Regions from separate parts of the Sus scrofa genome. Here region 2 is linked to region 1. A link is a contact called in public HiChIP or PLAC-seq data. All regions are on one chromosome and are shown on one strand. The core of a region is the stretch at or near the end of the contact, and the rest is flanking DNA. Distances in the headings are between cores, read along the strand shown.

Region 1 (7,529 bases), core at 43-2,542:
CATCCACTGTCACCCTTCTGTACCCTACAAATAGTATTATTACCAGTAACCACTACATCTCATTCTCTAACATAAACTTCGTCTTCATTCTCACGAGTGAGGTTCAATTTTATAGGTTTTGAGAGCAGCAAAAATACATCAAGTTTTGGCTACAATTTTAACGAAGGAAAATCCATTTTCACTGGTCTACTGAACCCCTACTGTGAGAACTTATCAAGCTTTACATACACACATATACATTCATATGCGAGAATGCACATAAACGATATGTAATGTTACTACTCAGCATTGCTTGGGATACACAGAAACAATATCGAGGTTTAAAATAGGCTATCTACCCTAACTCTACCCCCTAAGTCCCAAAGTGATTTGAAAACACTAAATATGCTACATTCCGGAAGCGTAAAAATTTTGCATTATCAGAGATAGCCTTCACCTGAACCTTCTAAGACATATCGATCTGGGCATTAATAATCTCTTTATTCCCAGAGCTAGATATATTCTGTGAACTGGTGTATGCTGGGGGGCGTGGAATGAAACGGTAGAGAAGGGGGCTCTCCAAACACAGTTAACAGCTTTCGTTTATGCAACCTCCGCAATGGTTCAAAGCTTGGGAAACAGACCTGTATTTGAATTCCGGATGCAACCGTACTAAATGCACTTGGGCCAAGTACTCGCCCTCTAAGCCCCAAGTTTTCCTACCTGTAAAATGGAGCAAAACTAGAAACTCACAGTTATAAGGATTAAAGTAAATAATGTACGTAAAGTGCATAATATAGTTGTATGTTTTTAAACTAAGAACTCACTCTTCATCTCCAATCCTGTTCCTATTTCTGAAAGGCCACCCGGCCCCTTTTCAGAGATAGGAATTAAAATCGGAGAATAAAAACAAAAAAGATTAAAAAAAAAAAATCAAAACCGAAACATCTCCGAAAACCCCTCTTCGTTCCTGGGAGGGGAGACAGGAAACTTGAAAATGAAATTCAACTTATCCTGTCGCAGCTGCTAAGAAAAGACACAGAAACCGAGATAAACAAACTCGGCGGCGCCGCCCCAGCCTCCCGGGGCCTCAGCTCCGACTGAATGCGTCTGGAAAAGTACTCCAGCCCCACCACCAGATTCGTCCCCCTCCGCTCACTCGGTTCCCACGAGACGTCCCCCCCCCCCACCCCGCCTCCAGACCCGGGGCCGATTCCCTCACCTCCACTAACTGGCAGTTCCCGGGAACAAAGTGGATAGAGAGCTCCTTCTCCCGCCCCACCATGCCCGCCGTCTTGGCGACGCCGCCGCAGCGTCCGCCACTTCCTCCAGCCCAAGAACGCCGTAAGCCGCAGCTCCAACGCCCTAGGCCCGCCTCCCCTGGTCCGGGCCGGCCCCCTCCCACCGCTTCCGGCTTCCGCCGCCAAGACCGACACTCTTGATTGGCCACGCTCCACCGACGCCCCAAAAAGGGGGCGGGCGCGCTCAGGACGCTCCCAGCCCACGCGCCGACTCTTAAAGGGCTACCTGAAACAAAGGCCTCAGCTTTAAACCGGGACTCTTGAGTTTTGTTTGCGGGCTGGGAGGAGGAACTGGGGATGTTTATTTAGTTTTCCCTTTTCGACTAGGTAAGAATTGAATTGGATCGCCTGGACTTCCAAGTTTGTAGACTGTGCGCAGTGCATAAGGATTAACTGGGCACGTAAAACATAAAGTGGAACAAAACATTTTAAAGATATGGTAGGAGGGATGAGGCAAGGGAAGAGGAAGCACAATTGGACATGTATCCCTAGAGCAATGAGGGATCTTTGTTTTTGAGAGAGAGATTTTATAAAGAGAGGAGTAAAAATAAATGTGTTGACATCTGAGTCATCAGCCTCTGAAGAACCCATTTGTCTTTCTGGGATGCACAAAGGTAGTACGTGTGAAATTCCAAAAATGGCAAACTATTTTTAACTAGTTAAAAATAAAAAGGTGTGGGAGTCTGGGGGTGAATTGTTTGGGTGCCACTTTAAAACGTACGTTCTCGTACTTTACCAATAACTTCAGTATGAGCTGTGGAACTAGAGCCTGGGGCTCCACATTTTAGGGGATATAACTGGAGTCAAGACCACCCTTTGAGAAGCACCGCCTTACAGGCTGCAGCATTTGGCTACACAGCGGCGCCTCTGCTACCTCGGAAAATGAAAGGAACCAAAGGGGAAAAAGACCAACGGATCTTCTACCACCTGTATCACCCTTTTTTTTTTTTTTTAAAGTAACAAATTAAAACAGCCCTAAGCATTGAAGCTGACCTAGCACGCAACCGTATTTTCTTTCAGTTTAAAACCAAAACGTCCCATGCCAGCCGGGATGCCGGTGAAATTTACTCAGAAAAAATCCGAGCATGGACCGTGTAGGGTTCACCAGCTTTCCACTGAACAGTCTGAGTGTTTTTGTCCAGACACACAGAAGACAGAGACTCTAATAAAAGTCGCCCAGAAATGTTGATTACTGCTTGGATTCTTCTAAAACGACGTTAATTGCATAAAAGCTTTTTTTGGTTTCATCTTCCAGCTGAACACTAGGCAAGCAGCCTTTAAAAAAAGTTTTTCCACGTCTCAGTCCCGTGACTTTCTTTCCTACCCAACCCCCACAAGAACTCATTTCCTTATTTGTGTAAGCATCAGGTTTCTTTGGAACAATAGCAGGAGAGCCTGAGGCCCCCCCAACACTTTACAATTTTTGTTTCAATCCCGGCTATAAATCAATTAGCACTGTTAAGAGTCCTAGAGAGGACTGCCCCAACAGTAACCGCGCATAATCTGCAACAAAGAAAAGGTGTCGGTGGTACTGGGGGGAGGGATTCAAGATTCTCCCGATCCTCCTCTCTTTAAAAACTGAGGATTTTTTGTAAAGTTTACAGTGATGCGTTATAATCTCTACAAAAGAAAAAAAAATTGATTGTTCAACGTGAAGACGATTTAAGGATATGCATATGCAATTAGCATTTTGATTCTCAGAGCAGACTTATCTAGAGGAATAAAGGAATTTACTTGCCTAAATTTGAGAATCTGATATGATACTCGCCAGGGGAACCTTGGGTATGATCCCTAGGGGCATATGCTCGTATATGGGTTTTAATCATTCTTTATAAAAATGGAAATTTCAGTGTAAATAAAAACGCTATTATTATACAGACAATATCCAAGTTCACTTAGTGGCTAAAACTATAAATTTAAAAAGAGTAATCTGGAGATAAAGTTTAGGTTAGCAGATTCAATCCATGCCAAAACAAAGAAAGATAAAATCGTTATTTATATATAACTTTCACCTACAGCATTGCATTAATCTGGTAAATGAAACTACTGTTGTTTGGGATTTTTTTTTTTTTTTAATGGAGACTTAGCTGAACTCTCCATACAGGGTTAATAATTAGCTACTTCATTCTTCCAAGTCAAGTCCCAAAGTGATGTTTTAAAGAAAGGAATGACACTCATTTCTGTTTTTTCACACACCCTTTCGGTTTTTATCATTTGTTCATTGGGGTGCTTTTAAGGAAACTCTAACTCCAGAATGCTTCTTTTCTTGAATAGCTAGCTCTTACCTGTTCCATATTCTCCGGCATTTCAGGCATGATTCCAAAATTATCTCAGGAAAAAAGATTTGAGATGGGTCTCTGCCTCTGCCTTCTCGAGCTGGGTCTTTGTTCTTCTGCTTGCTGAGAGCTCAGGCACACGAAAACGTGAGCCACAGCTTCATTCGACCTTTGAAATTAGCATTTTGAGTCCGATCCCAGAATCTCGTGCAGTTTTCCACATTGCAGTAAACTGGCAGCTGATTCCCCGTGGCAGTCTTGAAAATACCCAATGAGAAGTTTCATGTTTTATTGCCAGCCAAGTGAGAGCCCATTATCAAAACCATTAGGAGAACCAACTTTTTTTTTTTCTTTTAAGGAATAAAGATACAACAAGTCTGTGAAGACTTGTTGCAGTTTTCTTTTGCAAAAAAAAGCAAGAGCCTGTCTTTGGAAAGCACCCCAGACAATGCAACTGATTCCTGTTGTGAAATATTTTATTGAGTTATGGTTTATTACAACAGAATCCTCTTGGTAAAGGTCTCCAGTGCTTTCCCCCCAGGGCTTTCTAATTAACTATTTGAAAGGATGGTAAAAACACACTGGTAGTAACAGCACCAAAAATTAAATCTTGATAGGTTTTTTCCATTAACAGTGCCCTGCCCTCTGTTTGAGGAAATGATAAATGGAGTAGCCTCAAGTTTGGCAGAGCATTAAGGACTACTAGACCAATGAGCTGCCCGGAGCTGCCAGCACAGCAGGAAAAAAATCGCTCTGTAGGAATGGAACCTAGCAATCCTACTGTTAACGATTTAAAATGTGATGAATATGCTCAGTTAAATTTTGAACCACTGCATTGACGCTCTGTAACAATTTAAGAACAACCACCAAAAAATTGCCATTCAAATAGAGCGTAAAAAAAATCAGTTAACTTTTTATATTTTACCCAGTTCAAGTACAGAGCACGTAGTTGAACTATGACACGTGCAGAGGGTCTGTCAGTGATTAAGAAAATACAGTTTTTTTAAATCTGATAAATTAAAATTCATTAGAAGTTGCCATGAGGCTCAGCAGGTTAAGTATCTGGTGTCACCGCAGTGGCTCGGATTCAGTCCCTAGCTCAGGAATTTCCACATGCCACAGGTGCAGCCCCCCAAAAAAATATATAACATATATATGTTATATATACATACACATAATTGATCAAAATTTAAATATCTGATCATCAGAAGACAGTATTGAAGAAATAAAACAGACTGGGAAAAATAATCTTGATATATATATATATATATATATATATATATATATATATATCTGAAAAGGACTTATATTCAGAATACGTAAGAACTCTTAAAACTCAAGAGTTTTCAGAGTTCCCGTTGTGGCGCAGTGGTTAATGAATCCGACTAGGAACCATGAGGTTTCAGGTTTGGTCCCTGCCCTTGCTTAGTGGGCTAAGGATCTGGTGTTGCCATGAGCTGTGGTGTAAGTCGCAGACACACCTCAGATCCCATGTTGCTGTGGCTCTGGTATAGACCAGTGGCTACAGCTCCAATTCGACCCCTAGCCTGAGTGGCCCAAGAAATGGCAAAAAGACAAAAAAAAAAAAAAATCGTTTTCTTTTTTTTAATTTGTGTTTTTTCTTTTTAGGACCTCAAGTGTGGCATATGGAAGTTCCCAGGCCTATGCCACAGCCACAGCAATGCCAGATCCAAGCCACATCTGTGACATACGCCACAGTTTGCGGCAAGTCTGATCCTTAATTCACTGAGCAAGGCCAAGGATTGAACCACATCCTCATGGATACTAGTCAAGTTCTTAACCCCTGAGCCACAACAAGATCTCCTCAGTAGTTTTTTAAAAATCGTTTTTGGTGAACTTTATGTAAACATGAGTATGTCATTTTGATGTATGAGCCTTTGTCTAGAAAAAAATATGAGACTGTGCTTTCAACTTCTAATTGGCAGAACAGTTCTTAGAGCTTTATGAGGGTCTGTCACCCAGATTATAATTCTCAGTGTGGCTCAAATAAAACTCCCCCTTTTTTTCTTTCTTTTCTTTTTTTTTTCTTTTTAAGGGCTGTACCCACAGTATAGGGATATTCCCAGGCTAGAGGTGGAATCAGAGCTGTAGCCACCAGCCTACACCACAGCCACAGCTATGCAGGACCCAAGCCCAGTCTGCAACCTGCGCCACAGCTCACAGCAACGCCAACACCGGATCCTTAACCCACCAAGTGAGGCAGGGAGCAAAGCTGCATCTTCATGGATGCTAGTCAGATTTGTTTCTGCAGAGCCACCATGGGAACTCCTCCAATTTTTTTCTTCACTTAATTGTTAATTTAATTTTTGTTTAAAAATGAATCTCAAATCATTATACTCAGTTGAAGAAGCAAGACACCAAACAATATGATTTCATTTATGTGAAATTTTAAAACAGGGGAAACTAATCTATGGTCAAAGACATCTTGACTTCAGGAAAGGTAGGGATTGACTGTTGTGGCCATAAATGTAGTTTAAGAGGTAATGGAGAGGAGTTCCCATCATGGCACAGTGGTTAACGAATCCGACCAGGAACCATGAGGTTGCAGGTTCCATCCCTGGCCTTGCTCAGTGGGTTGAGGATCTGGCGTTGCCATGAGCTGTGGTGTAGGTTGCAGACGCGGCTTGGATCCCGAGTTCTGTGGCTCTGGCATAGGCTGGTGGCTACAGCTCCGATTCGACCCCCAGCCTGGGAACCTCCATATGAAAAAACTGGGAGAAAATATATGTAATGCATAAGAGATGAAAAACTAATTGCTGGTGTTCCTGTCATTGTGCAGTGGTTAATGAATCTGACTAGGAACCATGAGGTTGCGGGTTCGATCCCTGGCCTTGCTCAGTGGGTCAAGTATCCAGCGTTGCCATGAGCTGTGGTGTAGCTGTGGCTCGGATCCCGAGTTGCTGTAGCTCTGGTGTAGGCCGGTGGCTACAGCTCCAATTGGACCCCTAGCCTGGGAACCTCCATAGGCCACCGGAGCGGCCCAAGAAATGGCAAAAAAAAGAGAACTAATCACTATGCTGATAAGGGACTTTTGAAAATGAATAGAAAAAAAAAATTCCATATTGAAATTGAAAAGCAATTCATGCAAAAATAAAAGCAATTCATAACCCGAAATTTGAATGGCCATGTGATGAAATGCTAAACCTCACCATTAGTCAGGAAAATGAAAATTAAACTGACAATATTTTAAGTTCTCTAACAGATTGCAAAATATTTAAATTTTTTTTAATAATTTTTTTCTGCTTTTTAGGGCCCCACCCGAGGCACATGGAAGTTCCCAGACTAGGGATCAAATGGGAGCTGCAACTGTCAGCTTACACCACACCCACAGTAACCCAGATCTGAGCCAAGTCTGCGACCTACACAGCTCATGGGCACGACAACGCCAAATCACTGACCTACTGAGCGAAGCCAGGAATCAAACCCGCATCCTCATGGATATGAGTCAGATTCATTTCTGCTGCACTGCAATGGGAACTCCCTAAAAAATATTTTTTTCCATTTTGTTAATTGTTGTATTTACTAGTCAAGCTTAGTCTAAATAGTTTAGGAGTTCCCCTTGTGGCACAGTGGAAATGAGGTAGGAGACAGATGGGCCCCTGGGCCGGGAACAGTTGGGACTTGTTATGCCAAGTAAACTGGGCCTTATTTCTCTTTGACACCTCAGGGAAAAAGTCAGTAGAAGGAGCTGAGCTCAGTAGGAGTAGAGACAAGATTGTTAGAACAGCGGGGAAGAAGGAAGCAGAGGCTGGGCCATGAGATTGCAAGCAGAGTTTGTTGACCAACAGAGTGGTTGGGAGCTCTGAGCAGGTGAGACTCGGGCCCCCTCTCCCAGTGGAGTGCTTGGTTTTTTATAGCCAAGGGTCATTTTGTTGAGCCATGTATTCTGTGGCCTTGGGGCCATCTTTGTCTCTGGGCACTCATCTGATGCATGGGACTGTTCAATAAGAAC
Region 2 (7,655 bases), core at 2,647-5,146, 85 kb after region 1:
ACTGAAAGTCTTCTCACTTCTGCTGGAGAATGAAGTGAAATTCAAGGAGCTCAGCTGTCATTTTACTTAATTTGATGGGAATTCTCCCAGGATACTGATTTTTATGTAACACCCAGACAATACCATTCTGATTTTCAAATCTCTTTTGTTAAAAACAAAGATCACATACCTTTCATATGGCAAGCTCTCTTGAAGGAGTGAATAATAGAGTTGTAGAAATTGAAAGGCAGTAGTAGCTTTGACTTTCCAACACACCTTCTCCAACACAATCTTTTCCATTCTCATCAAGTCTGAAACCGTGAATCTATACTGGCTTATTCGGATCAAATCAGTTGCCAGTGGGACATTCCTTTCCTCCTCTAATGATTTTACAGCCAAATAGAAGCAGCTCAGTCCAACACACCCAAGGTGCTTGGGCTGTACCTAAAAAGACAGTAAGTCTACATCTTTACCTTATTTCAGTTAAAAAAAAAAAACGTAAAGGATAATCTAGAACTCAGACCCATCACTTCAAAAATGTATTGCTGAGTTTATTTCTCAGCTGTGACGGATTTAACGTGATCCGCTGGTGCCTCTGAACCACATGTACACATTTGGAACCAATTTTTGAGTAAATGGACTAAGTTTCAATACAATGTTCGGCTTAACTTTTTTTGGTTTGTTTAGAACTATAAGTACTGTATTCTAGTTGGACCAAATTATCTGATCAAAGGCTTATATGAAGACAGCTTATGCACAAAATTTCTTTCCAGAATGTTGCATTTTTTTCAGTCTGTTTTCTTCTGTAGTTACAGTAAAAAATGTTTGTAAATACTTCAGTAGATATTCTTTACTCTGCCTGTAAACCTCTATTCACTACAAATCTTTTTATCATTTTCTGAATGTCTACAATCAAAATTTGTCACTCAAAATTCTATTCACTTTAAGTTCCAGCTCAACTGAAACTTTATTTTCTTAATATTCCTTGTACTGTAGGATAGTACAAACATTATTCCCACTAGGAGTATAATATGCTTAAGGGACAAGTGAATGTCATTCATCTGTGCAACATTTATAGAGTTAAAATGGTAGTGCCTGCACATGGTGTCTAAAGAGATGTTTAATCAGTCTATTGAACAAGTTTCTTGAACCATTTAACTCAACAAACACCAAGTTCTTTCCATATATGATGCATTTTGTTAGGTAGTGAGGACTAAAAAGACGAGTTTCATTTTCACTGTCACATTCTTTCATCCACCAATGACCATGGACACACAGAAGTCAGATGTATTTTTAAACTCTGAAAGCTACACGGATGTCCTGCCTATCCACTATAGGGAAATAAATATATAATATATGGAAACATTAATATATATGCTCATTCAGAAAATTCTACTATATGCAAACTTAAGCTGGAAATGCCAACCATAAGCTGGACTTGAGTAGATTAAGGCTAAAACAATTAGAACTTTACCATATATGAATAGAGATTAAGAAATAAACTTCATTGACTTGGTGGAGAGCATCAACAAAAGAAGTATAATTTTTTTTTAATGGCTGCACACATAGCACATGGAAGCTTCCCAGCCAGGGACTGAATCTGAGTCATGGCTGTGACCTATGCTACAGCTGTGGCAACTAGGGATCCTTAACCCACTGCACCTGGCGGGGGATTGAACCCACACCTCTACAGTGACCTGAGCTGCTGCAGTTAGATTCTTAAATCACTGCACCACAGAAGGAACTCCTTATTCTAATTCTTAACTCACAATCTAGCATTCTGGCTCTAACATATTTCTTTAAAAAACAAGAGTAAAAAGAAAATACACAATCTACCAAAAAGGCTCACAGCCAACTCTCCTACTTGGAAACGCTGTGACAATGCCATGTCCTTAACCCTCTGGGCCACTAGAGAACTCCAGACATTAGAATATTTTCTTTTTCTTTTGTTTTTTTGTCTTTTCTATGGCCGCACCCACGGCATATGTAGATTCCCAGGCTAGGGGTCTAATCGGAGCTGTAGCCACCGGCCTATGCCAGAGCCACAGCCACATCTGTGACCTACACCACAGCTCACGCCAACACCGGATCCTTAACCCCTGAGCAAGGCCAGGGATCCAACCCACAACCTCACGATTCCTAGTCGGATTCGTTAGCCACTGAGCCATGACAGAATTCCAGATATTAGAATATTTTTCAATGTCAGAAGTCTAATAAATGATGCATTACTCTTGATTAAAAGGAAGAATATTTATCAATGCTGTAGTACACATGTTTTGGCTACTTCCTGAAAACAAAAAAGGTCAAGTTTATGAATACTCCCCAAACCTAGCAATACTATCTCCAAAATCACTGAGGAAAACCAGGAAATACTCAGGGTAATGTAGCTTTAAACGTACCTTCATTTTGGACAGGAATCTGTCCAGTAAATTCACAGCTAGAGAAAATGTCTCGGTGTCAAAGCCAAAGAACTGAGTTAAACTAAGAAGATCTTTTACTTCAAAGTCCCTCAGTCTTGCAGTCATCCTAAGGCCATTATCGTGTGCAGACTCAATTAGTCTCAAGCCGCAGACCTTTGGCTGACATCTCGACTCCTGTTCCAACAGGGCATTCAGCTGGTGTAGCAGTTTCTGAGAGTCAGTTGTTGTTGGTACTTCTATCATCTATATATAGAACAAAGCCCAGAAAGGAGTGAAAGAACGGGGCCTTCCTGCCTTGTGTTGTGCTAAGTGCATCCTAACACAAGTCTCCCCTCCCTCAATGCTATTAGTGAATCTAAGTCGAGGCAAAGCGCCATCTGTTATTCCCTCCCTCCCCAACCAGTTGGTCACATCCTAAATTGCGGAGTTCCTAGAGGGCAGTAGCCATGCTTTTTTAAAGGAAAAAAAAAAGCAAATCTTTATGCCCAAAGTTTGAAATTATATAGCAGTAGCTATCCGGCCATTTATGAGCAATGGGAAATTTTTCTTAGTCCTTAGTCCCTGATATGTAAAGAGTATGAGGTTATTACCTACTTCATAGACTTGTGTGGAATAAATGAGATCCCCTAGGTACATATGTACATAGCACACATAGTAGGTGCCTGATAAACACTGGACAATGAAATTGAGCTTATTTCTAGCCGTAAATCTGCCTCGTTGAATGGCTGTGAAGATTAAACATGATTGAACTAGAGTTTAACGTATAGAGCTCGGCACACAGTGCTCAAGAATTGTTAACTTTTATTGGTGCTAGGAAAGAAAGCTTAAAGGGCGTTATGGAAGCACGCAGTGGGGGCAGGAGGCTTTCGCAGCCTGCAAGGGGAGCCTGGGGGGTTCATTAATTTAAGATAGTAAAGAACTTCTACTAGGTCCCAGGCACAGGCTTAAGCCCAGGATACACTGTTGGTTCCTCCCACCAACAACCAATAGACAGGAAGGCAGGGGATCTTTAGGGTTGGGCGACGGAAGTGGTGGGCAGATGTGGAACCACTAACTTCTTGGGTCCACCTCTTTCGCCCCAGGGTTAGTGCCTGGGACAGGGCCGACCTGACACTAAGACGCCTTAGGAGGTCGGATCTGGCCCCGCCCCTCCAGGCACGGACTAGCCTGAACTTGTTACTCTGGAGAGTTAACCGAGGAAAAGGGCGCAGGACTTTCCCCTCACCCCGCGTCTCTAACCCTGCTCCCTGCCCGCACCCCCAGGTTAACCTGGAAATCCCAGCTCACCTTGATCGCGACTGCAGCTCCTCAGCGGTAACCACCCTCCCCGGGCCTGCTCTCACCTCACCCCACGATATTAGATCCGAGAAGCCTACGAGGCGAGGAGAATCGCGGGAAAGAGGGGAGAGGCCCGGGGAGGGGAAACCGTCCTAGGTGGAGGTCTCCGCAGCGCTGCGGAGCCAACACTGCCCTTCGCAGGGTCAGCTCGGAGCCGAAGGGCCCGCGACCGCCCTCCTGAGTAATATATTGGAGGGCGGGGCTTTCTCGCGGCGGTGGGAGGACATCTTCGCCGATGATTGGTGTACTTCTTTTGATGGATGCCTCCAGTGGGCCAAACAGGACAGGTTCATGGGGAATAAGTCCCGCCAATCGGCACACACTACACTTTCCGCTATTATTCTGGAGTCAAGTTCTCCGCCCCTTGAAGCCACACCCCCTACCTCTAAGAGTCTCTCATTGGAGGATTTCCCCAAGTCTCTTCAATGAAGAGGAGGGGCAGTTAAACGCTGCGCGCACAAACCCAGGCCCGGGTAAGGCCTCTGCTGGCAGGCGTTTTGGCTGGAATATTATTCCAGAAGGTACTGGGAGTTTTTGTTCCATTCGGTTCAGTTCAGTGGTTTTGCCTTCTCTTTCTAAAAATATAGTGCCTAGTTAAAAAAAAAAAAAGAAAAGAGAAGAAAAGTGAAGTTCTTGTTTGTCATTACAGATAGAGCGTGGTGGATTTTCTGTGGTATAGTTTATTAAATTTCCAAGTTTCTCCTCATGAACTCTGGAAATCACTTCTTCCTTGCCTTTGCTTTTTGTAAAATTTATCAAACAGCGGAGTTTGGCTGTGTGAATTCTTGGTCTTCGCTCAATTCATGAATTTGATTTTTGAACAAATTAGAAATAGAAAAGTTGGTAATTCTTAAACGGCTTAAAATGAAAGGTCTGTGGTTGGCTCTAAAAAAGAATATGTATACAATAATAATTGTAGTGACTGTGAAGCTCAGCCCACAGAGCTGTGTGTGAAGCAATGCGTTCTTTTTATTTGCTGCCATGAACCTAATCTCTGATTGGGAGCTTCTGCCAGGTTAGTATAAAAATAGTTAGCTTGAAGCCTTCCTGGACTCCTTCCCTTTTACTTTTGTCACAAATGTGAAGGGTGTATATTAAACGAGCCGGAGGATTGGTGAGCCAGTTGGTTATCAGTTGTTATGGACTGTACTATGGTATCTCTGTTCTCATGGCCTCCTCCTGGTGGGTGGCTACCTGGGCTTTGAAATATGAACATCTTGGAGTTCCCTTGGTTGCAGAGTGGGTTAAGGACCTAAGGATCCTGCATTGTCGCTGCTGTAACAAGGGGGTTGGATTCCTGGACCTAGAACTTTGGCATGCGGTGATGAGAGGCAGGGGTCAAAGAAACAAAAAATGAAAATCTTGAAGATTTGCTGTTTGCCCAGCAGAGTGCTGCCCTGAGGCAGTGATGAGACCTGAGCCCCATAATGGGTGCAGAGTCCGGGAAGTGAGGGAAAGGAAGGAGGAAGGGAAAACCAGAGGGAAAAAGTTAATACCTCAGCCATATCACCAGGTCAGTTTGGATGGGGAAAGGGCTTTGGTCATCCTTGAAAATAAACTGACATAATGAATATAAATAGGTAATTTAAAACGTTTAAAAAGGTTTTTGTTTGTTTTGGTTTTTTGGTTTTTTCGGCCAGCCTTTGCCGGCCCTGAAGGTTCCCAGGCAGGGCATGGAAACCTCAGCAGAGCAGCAACCTGAGCCAACCACTACAGTGACACCACCAGATCCTTAACCCATTGCTCGCCATAGCAGGAACTCTTAAAAAGTTCTTTTTCCAATAATGTGTGAGTTTATAAATGTACACATTTCTCCTTTAGTAACAAAGGAAAAAATTTAGTAAAGAAATTAGGAATACACATATATACATATGCATTCTTTCATTATTATTTGTTGAACACATAATATGTGCCAGTGGAGGACAGAATATACTGGTTCCTGTTCTTGTGGAACATGTGGTCTTGTGGACAATATAAATACATAGATTTGGGGATAAAACTGACTTATTTTCAAATTACAGGTATGTGACTTTTTAATCACATTGCAAGTTTTTAATCACATTGAGTTTCCATTTTCTTTTCTTAATAATAGGAAGTAAAAGCACCTTACTCATAGGGCTATTGAGAGGATTAAATAATGCAAAATACATAAGGAGGTAGGCATTGTGCCCAGAGCACAGTCTAAGTGGTAGCCTTTATTTTAAATTACTAACATTTCTTTTGAAATGCCTTGCTTAAACGTACATTTGATTCTGTTTTATCGACTGTAAGACTTAGTCTTCTGTTCTCAGCCTAGAATGAGAGTATTAGAATTGTTTATTTAATGCTAATAAAAGTATCTAATTTGCATATATTAATTTCTATGTCTTATTTATACTTAAAAGTTTCACATGCAGCTTTAGGTATTATATCATTGTTTATGTAATAAAAATATTTTCTCATATTAGGATCTTATAATTACTTTTTATTAAAATCTGAAATTCCTTGTATAAAAAATTATTTCGATAGTATTGAAGAAACATTGATTAAATATAAGTCAAGTCAAATGGATTTTTTTTTTTACATTTTCTCCTTTCCCTCATCTCCACTGTCATTTTTATTCTGTAATTCTGGAACACAGACTATGATTTAAATAATTTAAAAATTCTAATTAGCAAAATGGGCAAATATAAGACTCAATTATGTGCTATTGTAAAAGAAAGAAAATGAGCCTTTCCTTAACTATGACTTTATTTTTAAAGATGTGTAGATTTAGTAATGCATCTCTACTAGGAATCTTTCAAATGACTGACTTTTAGGGTATTTTCTAGGCCCATATTAACCTGTCATCTTCATACTATGTTTTTCATCAATAGTTAAATGCAGTAAGAACCCAAGCTCAGACTAATGGCCTTAAGAGTGGGCAAGAATCCCAGGCTGTGAGAGGAAAGTTTAATCATATTCTCTACATTGTAGACTATAGAAGTGCCTTAAGCAGCAACATTTATAACAAGTAGGTGTAACAGTGGTGACTTGTCAAATGCTGCCCTGACTCAGGGATATTCCTCATTGGTTCAGTTTTCATCCTGGAGACTGGAGGAGTCTTTGCCCCTCACCCCCTGTCGACACTCCCTGACAAATGTCCAGAACTTTTGGATGTAGGCTTGTCCAACTGTGGTGAGGGTCAAAAAGGTGAGGATCAAAAGGATCCCAGCTGAGTCTCTTCTCCTCTACTTCCGGATCCTTCCTGGAGCTACTTACCACAGCCCCTTCCACTTCTCCAACCTCTTTAGAGCATCTGCTCTTAGAAGAAAACTTGCTTGGCAGTGGCTTCTTGGAGTCTTCATTAGCCCCTGAGATAGCAGAAAAAAAATGTGTATAGTATGGGTCGTGGTGGGGAGGCAGGGAGAAGAGTATATAGAAAACAGATTTGTAACGTCAGGTATATCTTGCCCTTCAAAGATTCTTAGCTACCTCAGATAAAAATAGCCTCTTCAAGTTAATTAAGGTGTTAGTATATTTTGTGGAAAAGTAAACTTTGTCAAGTAACCACTACTCTATTAAGGCACTGGGAGATATTAGTTGGAGATCTCCACTTGCTAGCATTTTTTTTTTTTTTTTTTTTGTCTTTTGTCTTTTTAGGGCCTCACCCGCGGCATATCGAGGTTCCCAGGGTAGAGGTCGAATCGGAGCTGTTGCTGTTGGCCTCCGCCAGAGTCACAGCAATGCCAGATCCGAGCTGCATCTGCGACCTACACCACAGCTCATGGCAACACCAGATCCTTAACCCACTGAGCAAGGCAGGGATTGAACCTGCAACCTCATGTTTCCTAGTTGGATTCCTTTCTGCTGCACCAAGATGGGAACTCCACTAGCATTTCATTTAATGGCCATAGGTTCTGTTGAGTACAGGGCTCAAATCCAAGATCAATAATGAGA

Evidence for each region. HiChIP or PLAC-seq counts read pairs in DNA pulled down with a chosen protein or histone mark.
Region 2: a contact with region 1 is called in an H3K27ac HiChIP or PLAC-seq map of alveolar macrophages. The contact joins the promoter of CCNG1 here to the promoter of MAT2B in region 1. A contact is called at or near these places in 1 of 5 promoter capture datasets (liver), 7 of 47 Hi-C or Micro-C datasets (fetal heart ventricle, fibroblasts, heart right ventricle and 3 more) and 2 of 2 datasets of contacts at active chromatin or transcription factors (alveolar macrophages and skeletal muscle).

The regions. Positions count from the first base shown.
Region 1 is chr16:60,270,351-60,277,879 of Sscrofa11.1, forward strand. MAT2B (methionine adenosyltransferase 2B) reads right to left here and starts at 1,293. Exons shown (of 7, transcript NM_001142832.1): 1 at 1,202-1,293. The coding sequence starts at 1,264.
Region 2 is chr16:60,352,841-60,360,495 of Sscrofa11.1, forward strand. It overlaps CCNG1 (cyclin G1), which reads right to left and starts at 3,897. Exons shown (of 7, transcript NM_001031781.2): 1 at 3,687-3,897; 2 at 2,379-2,642; 3 at 170-423. The coding sequence starts at 2,642.